Linked DNA regions of Ovis aries: regions 2 and 3 are each linked to region 1. The links are chromatin contacts, called in public Hi-C maps. All regions are on one chromosome and are shown on one strand. The core of a region is the stretch at or near the end of the contact, and the rest is flanking DNA. Distances in the headings are between cores, read along the strand shown. Region 1 has its middle 62 kb from the start of CCDC190. Region 2 holds the start of NUF2 (NUF2 component of NDC80 kinetochore complex). Region 3 overlaps RGS5 (regulator of G protein signaling 5).

Region 1 (3,143 bases), core at 168-2,667:
TAATAATGGTAAACAGATCAGAGAACCATAGATGGCCTAGCTTTGTTGTACCGTTGGAAGCTATGAGAGAAAATATTGTTCAGGAAGGCTTTGATGAAAGAGAGGGCTAAGAATACCAGAGTAAGAGATATTAATCAATAGGTAGCTCAGAGGTTAAAGCATCTGCCTTCGATGCGGGAGACCCGGGTTCGATCCCTGGGTCTGGAAGATCCCCTGGAGAAGGAAGTGGCAATCCACTCCAGTATTCTTGCCTGGAGAATCCCATGGACAGAGAAGCCTTGTAGGTTACAGTCCACGGGGTGGCAAAGAGTCAGACACGACTGAGTGACTTCACCTCACCTCAAGCTACATAAAGCCTTAGAAACATTTTCAGCAAGGGAACAGTTTTTCAAACACAAAATGAATTTCATCCAAGTGAACTTTGGGAGGTAATTTCTTTGGCCATACTATCTAGGAGGCAGCCATCTCCTATTCTAAAAACTACATTTGATTCAAGACAATATATCCTCTCATTTGATTCCCCAGGGCTCCCTCATGTGTGTTTAGGCTCGAGTCATGTTTGCTTACACAGGACATCTCCATCTGAAAATGTTTGTGAATAAAGGCAGCCCTCCCTGTAGATGGGACAGATGGAGAGGTTTCAAAGGAATCTTGTGCTCTCCTAAAAGAATTAACACTCAAAACAAACCATATCACTTCCCTTGTTCCCACTCATTCCAAGAAGTAAATATTATTATCGATTATCCAGAGACAAAGAATTCCTCAACCTGCTTTGCATGGCCTTTAATGTTACTATCTCAATGTTTACATATTGTTCCTTTTATATAATTGTACTGAGGGTTTTTGATGAGGTAAAGAGACCATGTTTTCAATGCCTACTTTTTCTGTAGCTTTTGGCCACTCTTTCATTTCCTGCAGACCAGCCTTGTGACTCAGGCAGCAAGTATCAGTTGAAGGAATGGAAACACTCCTAGCAGCTGGGAGAAACAGAAGAGACATCGGTTATAACAGACCTATAGTTCCTCTTCCCTTTAGACGTGAAAGTGAAAGTGAAGTCGCTCAGTCGGGTCCAATTCTTTGCGACTCCATGGACTGTAGACTACCAGGCTCCTCTGTCCATGGGATTTCCCAGGCAATAGTACTGGAGTGGATTGCCATTTCCTTCTCCAGGGGATCTCCCAACCCAGGGATCAAACACATGTCTCCCGCATTGTAGACAGACGCTTTACCGTCTGAGCCTCCAGGGAAGTCCACTGGTTAGACATTGCCCACACTCAAAAAAAAAAAAGTTTCTAAGCAAGTAACATCCTAATAGTCCAAAAGAGGTTGTGGTCATACATTTCACCCTGTGAGGGGGTCCACAGGGTGGGACTGTGAACCCCCTCAAGAGTAGAAAATGCATTTTATTCTTCTCTTAGTTTCCAGGGCTCCACACAGTGTTGAAATATATTAGGTACAGACTAAATGTTTGTGGAAGGAAAGGATCAATGCACCAGTCATTACAACACAGTAAATAATATGATAGGTTTTTTTTCTCCAAATAGAGATCTGCTCCTTTAGTTTTACTTTTTTTTTCTGAAATTTGTTTTCATCACAGAGATAAACATGGTACTAATTGGAGGCTGTGAGCCTCTTGAGGTCAAGCACAAAACCTTTGTAATTTCACTGCTGAGTGTGTAGCAGATGCATAGGGGTCAGGGGTCAACAATTATTTGTGAAATGAACACGTGCTATTTCCTCTGACTGCACTGAATCAAGTTAGGTCACCAGCCCCTCTTTAGCACAACTTGACCTCGCTGTTTGTCCATGATTTTGATTATTTTTGATGTGGACCATGTTTATTTTAAAGTCTTTGTTGGATTTATTACAATATTGTTTCCGTTTTATGTTTTAGTGTTGGGGCCATGAGGCATGTGGGATCTTAGCTCCCCAACCAGGGGTAGAACCTGAACCTCCTGCATTGGAAGAGTCTTAACCACTGGATGTCAAGGAAGTCTCTTGATTTTGGTTTTGGAAGCAGGACAAGAACCAAATCTCACAGCCTTCATGAATCTCAGCATGAAATCAGCACCAGTAAGCCCCCTTTGCCTGCTTTGTCAGGAGCTCAGTAAGGCTCTGCAAATTGGTGAGCCTTGCAGACCCCTACCTTCCTCCTAGCTAGATGAGAGCAACAGGTTCTGCCAAATCAGGCAGGATTAGCCCACTTGGATCAGGGGCCAGAGAGCTCAGCCATCTCCCTAGGCACTTAGCTCCCTGCTCACTGTTTCCTTGGGGTCTGAAAGATCAAATCTGAGAAGTTAAACACCATAATGATGAGCTTCATAAAGCTGTCGGACACCTGACAGCCCCTCAACTCTGCAGATGCCTAATCAATACTCAGTTCATTAGACAGTTAACTTGCCCAAGCTGCTGACTGGTTTCAGAAACTCTCCTGTTTTGGACATGTGGAAGGCAACTGTCTAGTAGAATTTAGCTCTGTCCCGTTGGAGAAATAACACAAATTTTTGGATTATTTCTTGATCCAACAGGCTGTGATTAGAAGAGGGATACCATCAATCCAACAATCTTTTTATAAGAAATATCGAAATAGAAATGCAAAGGCCCAGTTGGCCTGGAATCCTTCCCTCAGATGTTTAGGCACCAGAAGGTAACTGTTGTGGGTAAACTTCCATTAGAGTCTGAGTGGTGTCTCCCTCCAACCACAACCACCAGGAAAGAGGAAAACAGCTTCCACCAAGGGACAGCTCAGCCATAAACCCTCCAGAAACAGAGCTCAGGATTCCTGAAAACACAGCAAGACATTTAGAAAATCAGGGCATTTTCCTCAGCACAAATGCATCATTGTTGTCTACAGGGCAATAAACTGGATGTTAGAAACACCAGCCTCTGACACTGTTGCTTGACAGATCCCTTGCCTCTGGGAGAAAATACACACGAGACAGAAAAGCTCAGTTCTGAGATGTGGAGTGTAAGTTTTTTTTTTTCCTTTAGAAGGTTTATATATTTGTTACTGCCTTATAGAAAGAAAATAGGATAAGAGGTATGACCAATCATTTTTTTGAAAAAAGATTTAGCATGGAAAGGGTATAAGGACAAATATCAATTCATGGCAGGTTTCACTCATCAACTTCTGATAACATCAA
Region 2 (3,143 bases), core at 172-2,671, 510 kb before region 1:
GCCCAAAGAAAGACAGCAAAAAAGTCAATTTTCCAAAACAAACTATTAATATATCTGGATCAGAGATTATTCCAATAGAGAAAGAGGTGCAAAATACAATATCTTCATAATTATTATCACACATCTCTACCTTCTAAAACTTGTGCACTTTGCCATCAAGTTAATCTGCATAGAACAACAAATGCATCAGGTAACATCTTTACAAAAATAATTACTTGCCCTGCCCATCATATCAAATTCAAATGTTTCTGCTTGGCTTTAAAAACTTCTATAATTTAATAACCTAATAAATTTTCTGTTACAAGTTAGTCTCTTCCAGGACATTTCCCAAACTTCCAATGTTTCCCTTTGAAACCATCTCTCCTATCTAACTTCTATTTTCTTTGATAGTACAATTTCAGTTCCAATTTATTCACGAGTATGTGGAGAGGGAGGGAGAACGGAATAGGGAGGAGAGGGAGAGAAAAAGACAGGTGAAGAGGCCTTCCAATCCAGTTTGAGCTCTCTGGTGAAATAAAGTATATAAATGACCTAATATGTAAAGTAGCAGGTCATTTACTGCTAATCACCTCTCGGTGTCCCATTATCTGCAACACCACAAACCAGCGCACAGTAGGTTCATTTTTCTAAAACAAACTACATCGTGGAAATCAAAAGGCCAGGGAGCCGATGCTAAACAAAGAGAAAAGAGTCCCAACCTAAAAAAAATTAAAAGTTTCCCGAAGTTATTCAGGGAAAAATGATCGCGCCATGCACGCAAAGCGCTATATATACACCGCCCTCTTCCTCTGACTTTTGGATTAAGCATGATATTTCTAATATCACACCGCAGCATGACGAGCTGCGGTCCAGTGGATCGCAAAGAACACGACCTGGCGACTGAACAACAACATGATATTTTAGCCTTTCGATTTTTGGTTTGACTTTGGTTAAGCGATGTGTGAGTAACGGAAATTTATGACACCATCTGGAACCCCATTAGCTTCTAAATAAATCGGTTAAAAATATAGAAATACAACCTTCAACTGACCAGCTGGACTGCAAGTTTCTTCTCGAGTAATCTTTGCTGTACCAGACGGCAGATATTCGTTTCGTAGGAAATGAGTTCAGATTGTTTTGGGGACTAAAATCTAACGAAAACGACCTATGCGCTCACCCGCAGCACCCAAAGGCGGGCTTCTGCAGCCTCCTCCCCAGCGACGCGTGGAACGAAAACAGTCAGGCCCGTGGCTCCAGAGCGAGAAAGCACACACTGTCTCCCGGACTCCGTCCACGCGCGTCTCTTTGCTCTCACCTACCGCAGCAGCCGCCCACAGGACAGCGGCGAGTCCGTGGAGCAGCTACACGCAAAGTCAAAGGTCAGCAAACATCGACCGTTGTCAATTTTCAAACCAGCCGCCTTCCCCTGGAAGTCCCTCCCCGTTCCGCCCCGCCCACTTCCTGCGCTCGGGCCGCGCCGGGTACCGGCTGGGCTCAATATGCTTAGAGCGGTTGGCGCTGGAGTTGCGAGAGAGAACGCTGGGCTCTAGGCGGAACTATTTTTCGCGGAGTTGACGATCAGTCGGAACTTCTGCAGGAAGTGACAGAGCCGCGGTTTGGGGAAGTAGTCCGGCGTTGCCGCGGAATTCCCGAGGTCCATGGACGTGTTTGGCTTTGGAGATGTAGAGCGAAAATGAATAGAGGGTTTCTGGAGACTTAAGCTAAGCTCAGGGTAAGAAGGAAAGGAGGACTTGGGGCTGTCAGTGGGGCAAGGTAAGTCATAGAGACTCAGAGTGATAATAATGTTGATGTTTTTTGAGCAGAGCCCCCGGGTTCTGTGTTGGATGCTTACAGGTATTATCTCTTTTCAGTTCAGTTCAGTCGCTCAGTCATGTCTGACTCTTTGCGACCCCATGGACTGCAGCACGCCAGGCTTCCCTGTCCATCACTAACTCCCCGAGCTTGCTGAAACTCATGTCCATTGAGTCGGTGATGCCATCCAACCATCCCACCCGCTGTCGTCCTCTTCTGCCTTCAATCTTTCCCAGCATCAGGGTCTTTTCCAACGAGTCAGTTCTTCGCCTCAGGTGGCCAAAGTATTGGAGTTTCAGCTTCAGCATCAGTCCTTCCAATGAACACCCAGGACTGATACCATTTAGGATGGACTGGTTGGATCTCCTTGCAGTCCAAGGGACTCTCACCCTCGCAGTTCGAAAGCTTCAATTCTTCGACGCTCAGCTTTCTTTATAGTCCAACTCTTATATCCATACATGACTACTGGAAAAACCTTAGCTTTTATTAGACAGACCTTTGTCAGAAAAATAATGTCTCTGCTTTTTAATATGTTGTCTAGGTTGGTAATAGCTTTTCTTCCAAGGAGCAAGTGTCTTTTAATTTCATGGCTGCTGTCACCATCTCCAGTGATTTTGGAGCCTCCAAAAGTAAAGTCTGTCACTGTTTCTGTTGTTACCCCATCTATTTGCCATGAAGTGATGGGGCTGGATGCCATGATAGTTTTTTGAATGTGAGTTTTAAGCCAGCTTTTCACTCTCTCCTCTTTCACTTTCATCAGGAGGCTCTTTAGTTCTTCACTTTCTGCCATAAGGGTGGTGTCCTCTGCATATCTGAGATTAATGATATTTCTCCCGGCAGTCTTGATTCCAGCTTGTGCTTCATCCAGCTCTGCATCTCACATGATGTACTGTGCATATAAGTTAAATAAGCAGGGTGACAATATACAGCTTTAACGTATTCTTTTCCCAGTTTGGAACCAGTCTGTTCCATGTCCCTTTCTAACTGTTGCTTCCTGACTTGCATACAGATTTCTCAGGAGGCAGATAAGGTGGTCTGGTATTTCCATCTCTTATTTTCCATAGTTTTTTGTGATCCACAATATCTCTTTTAGGATTCATTAAAAAGGGAAAAGGGGCTAATAGATACCATCATCAACTTAGGGGTTAATTCAGGGAAATTATGCCACCGAAAGCTATGTGCAGAAGTTCGTGCGTGCATGCTAAGTCACTTCAGTTGCATCCAACTCTTTGTGACCCTATGGACTGTAGCCCACCAGGATCCTCTGTCCATGGCATTTTGCAAGCAAGAATAATGGAGTGGGTTGCTAGTTCCTACTCCCATGTAGGATAGAATCCTGGTCTTTTCTTCTG
Region 3 (3,143 bases), core at 321-2,820, 330 kb before region 1:
CATTCTAATTACAGATAAACATGGGATGTTGGGATAATCAGTCCTGAATATTCATTAGAAGTACTGATGCTGAAGCTGAAACCCCAATACTTTGGTCACCTGATGCGAAGAACTGACTCATTTAAAAGACTCTGATGCTGGGAAAGATTGAAGGCAGGAGGAGAAGCGGATGACAGAGGATCAGATGGTTGGATGGCATCAGCGACTCAGTGGACATGAGTTTGAGTAAACTCTGGGAGTTGGTGATGGACAGGGAGGCCTGGTGTGCTGCAGTCCGTGGGGTGTCAGAGTCGGACACGGCTGAATGACTGAACTGAACTGAACTGATGAGATGTTGGGAAGGATGGAAGAGAAAAGGAATCCATGATACCATTCACAAGTCATTTCACATCTCAAGTCCTGGCTTTCTCATTTATATTCTCAAGATGTTGAGTATGATAATCCCAAAGTCTTAGTTTATAATAGCTAAAGAAGATATTAGAAGTTTTCTCACTAAACTTGTTTCCTTCCTCTCTCCTTGTTTTTGACTGAAGACAAGAGAACTTAAATTTCTTAAGCTCACCCAGCAAATTAGTGACAGAGTTGAGAACAGGGTTTAGTCAATGGCTAATGTTACTGTTTACTATTTCTTTCCTAAGTTTCTTTCCTACTGTTATATGTTCATAGTTGTCATTTTTGTGTGTAAATAAGCTGGACATGTTCCTTTGTTAGCAAGGAGTTAGTAAATAATAATAATACTAGTCTCTGTCATTTATGGATTATATTGTCTGTGCTGGCAATACTATAAGCATCTCATATAAAATAACTAATTTCATCACCATGAAAAACTTTTGAGGTTGGTATCATTATTATCTCTAGTTTATAAATGACAAAACTGAGGCAAGGTAAGGTTTAGAAATCTGCCAAAAGTCACACGCATAGTAAGATAAATCTGGTCAGTTTGACTTCAACCTTCATTCCCTTAACCACTGTGCTATACTGGCTATTGCCTTTTAGGAAAAAAATTGCTTAATTTTGGCATTAGCCCCATTCTCCTGGGAAGAGTTTCACTTCACTTTCTCTCTCAGAACAGTCTCTTTGACCTGTATCCTACTTCTTGGCAAATTCTTTCAGTTATATAACTGAGGTGGGAGTTTTGCCACAGTTAGGAGTTGGGTATTTTCTCTGCCAAGGGCAGGGGAAAGATTGAACAAAATCCAACATGTTGCTTGTGACTATAATAAAGAACTCAAGATCTGGAAAGTATCTTATGAAATCATCTGGACCGATCCAGATGTCATATGACTTAGAGCTTATCCAAAACAGCTGGTTTTGTCTTTTCTTGGTGAATTTTCTTCAGCAATGGAAAGTTGGCCACATTTAGTTCAGTTTCCATGGTTTCATCAACCATATGGTGAGTAAGTTCTCTTGAACGCTTCCTGGTTTTTTTTTTTTTTAAGGGTTTTTTATCACACTTATAGAAGGATGACTTTTGAACAATTTTCAAAAGGCAGATATTATTCACGATTCAATGGACGTGAGCAAACTCTGGGAGACAGTGGAGGACAGAGGAGTCTGTCTGGCACGCTACAGTCCATGGGGTTGAAAAGAGTCAGACACAATTTAGTGGCTGAACAACAACATTGTTATTTATATCTTTCTTTTTTGAAGCATCATAATGCCTTGAAGTTATTCCAAAAATCCTTGCTTGTGTCTGGGTATTAGGCTTGAGTGAAGCCGGGAGCTCCGGGACTAAAAAGGTCAAGTCTCATTATGAGCACCATATAGCTGTCCCTCTCTATGATCCTGGCATTTCCCTGGAGTCCCACAGATGTGTTTGTGTGGCAGGGTAGAGTAGGGGTGTTGATTAGCTAGAGAACCCTAAACCAGAGTCCTGTAAACTTGTCTCAGAGGTTCTGTCTTTCCCCCTCTGTTTCTCTGCCTCTTTCTTTATCACTCATCAAAAGCAACATTTCTGTTGAGGATCAAGCCAGTGTATCTCCCCTGCAAGTTTAGGGTCTTCAAAAACAAAAGCTAGAAATAAGATATTATCTTCAATCAATACCTGCTTTTGGCCTTATAACACAATTCCCTCAGAAGTAAGAAAGCACAAATCCCTACCTCCCTTCTTGAAAGTCAGAAGAAAAACTATTAGTATAGAAAAAAAAGCATGAACTAACACCTCAATTCATTAATATTTTATATGTTATCTTTGTTATTTTTAAGAGTTGCTGCAGGCCACTTGTTCTCTGCCTGTGTATCGTGAGGAGGGAACTCTTGCCCACAGCTAGAGTCCTTGCACCTAGATTCAGGGATCATGCGATTAGAATGAAAGGCCAGTGACACTTGGAAATATCAGGGGTGTGGAGACACAGAGTGTGCTTCTCCGTCAAGTGATGGAGGAAGACAACACATCACCAGGCTCTATCGATCTTCCCATGCCCAGCCTGCATTTGACCGACAGGGAACAAACAAAGGTCCTGCAAAGACAGGCTTTCCCCAGCTGCCTCTAGTTGAGTGAGGGCCTCACTTTCTGTTTTCATCATTGCTTTGCAGCCCAAATATCTTCCTGGCTTTCAACATGGAGCTTTCCTTCTATCTTCCCCAGTATAGAGTCACCAGAAATTGCTTCTGACTTTTCCCAGTTCTCACGCTTTAGTATCTTTGTGATTTCACCAGGAAAGTAGTGTTTATGGCATATAATTCACTCCTCCCATGAAGAGAAAATGAGCTTAATGAAATCAAATACTAATATCCCAGAAGTTAAGAGTAACTGCTATAAACTGTAATACTAGGCGAAACAAGATGGGTGTTATTTAAGTAAAGATGATAATGATGGTTACCGTGCACTGCATGCCATTTATGTCTAGGCACTGGGCTAACTTTTGCATGCATCATTCCATACACACCACATGGAAGCTTTTTACAGCACATATGTAGTAATGTTTTCCTCATTTTACAGATGATGTAACTGAGGCCAAGAGACATTATTTAACTTGCCTACGATGCCATAGATTATAAGTGGCTATTGAAAACTAGCCTAAATCAACTTATTCCTGTCACTCTTAGGTTCTTTTTGTAGATAATTGTAGCTAGCTATTACTGGTTAGTGGTGGATGATGCCTAGTTCTTTCTGCACAGCTTCACTGCTGCTGCTGCTGCTG

Evidence for each region. A called contact is a pair of places that touch in the nucleus more often than the background predicts.
Region 2: a Hi-C map of liver shows a contact between it and region 1, with 4 times the contacts expected there. The contact joins the promoter of NUF2 here to the enhancer-like site in region 1. A contact is called at or near these places in 5 of 16 Hi-C or Micro-C datasets (hypothalamus, liver, omental adipose tissue and 2 more).
Region 3: a contact with region 1 is called in a Hi-C map of liver, with 4 times the contacts expected there. The contact joins two enhancer-like sites. A contact is called at or near these places in 3 of 16 Hi-C or Micro-C datasets (liver, skin fibroblasts and tail adipose tissue).

What each region holds. Positions count from the first base shown.
Region 1 is chr1:114,504,980-114,508,122 of ARS-UI_Ramb_v3.0, reverse strand. No RefSeq gene overlaps it. Among named protein-coding and RNA genes, the nearest start is that of CCDC190, 62 kb to the right of the region's middle. Within about 2 kb of position 1,417, at least 3 of the 54 cell types and tissues checked have an H3K27ac peak or open chromatin away from gene starts, as enhancers often do. A contact at or near this core is called in liver, where this site is marked.
Region 2 is chr1:115,016,124-115,019,266 of ARS-UI_Ramb_v3.0, reverse strand. NUF2 (NUF2 component of NDC80 kinetochore complex) reads right to left here and starts at 1,421. Exons shown (of 14, transcript XM_060415754.1): 1 at 1,031-1,421. It overlaps LOC105613604 (a long non-coding RNA gene), which reads left to right and starts at 1,575. Exons shown (of 2, transcript XR_009600691.1): 1 at 1,575-1,752; 2 at 1,851-3,143.
Region 3 is chr1:114,835,623-114,838,765 of ARS-UI_Ramb_v3.0, reverse strand. All of the region lies in intron 1 of RGS5 (regulator of G protein signaling 5), which reads left to right. Among named protein-coding and RNA genes, the nearest start is that of RGS5, 20 kb to the left of the region's middle. Within about 2 kb of position 1,570, at least 11 of the 54 cell types and tissues checked have an H3K27ac peak or open chromatin away from gene starts, as enhancers often do. A contact at or near this core is called in liver, where this site is marked.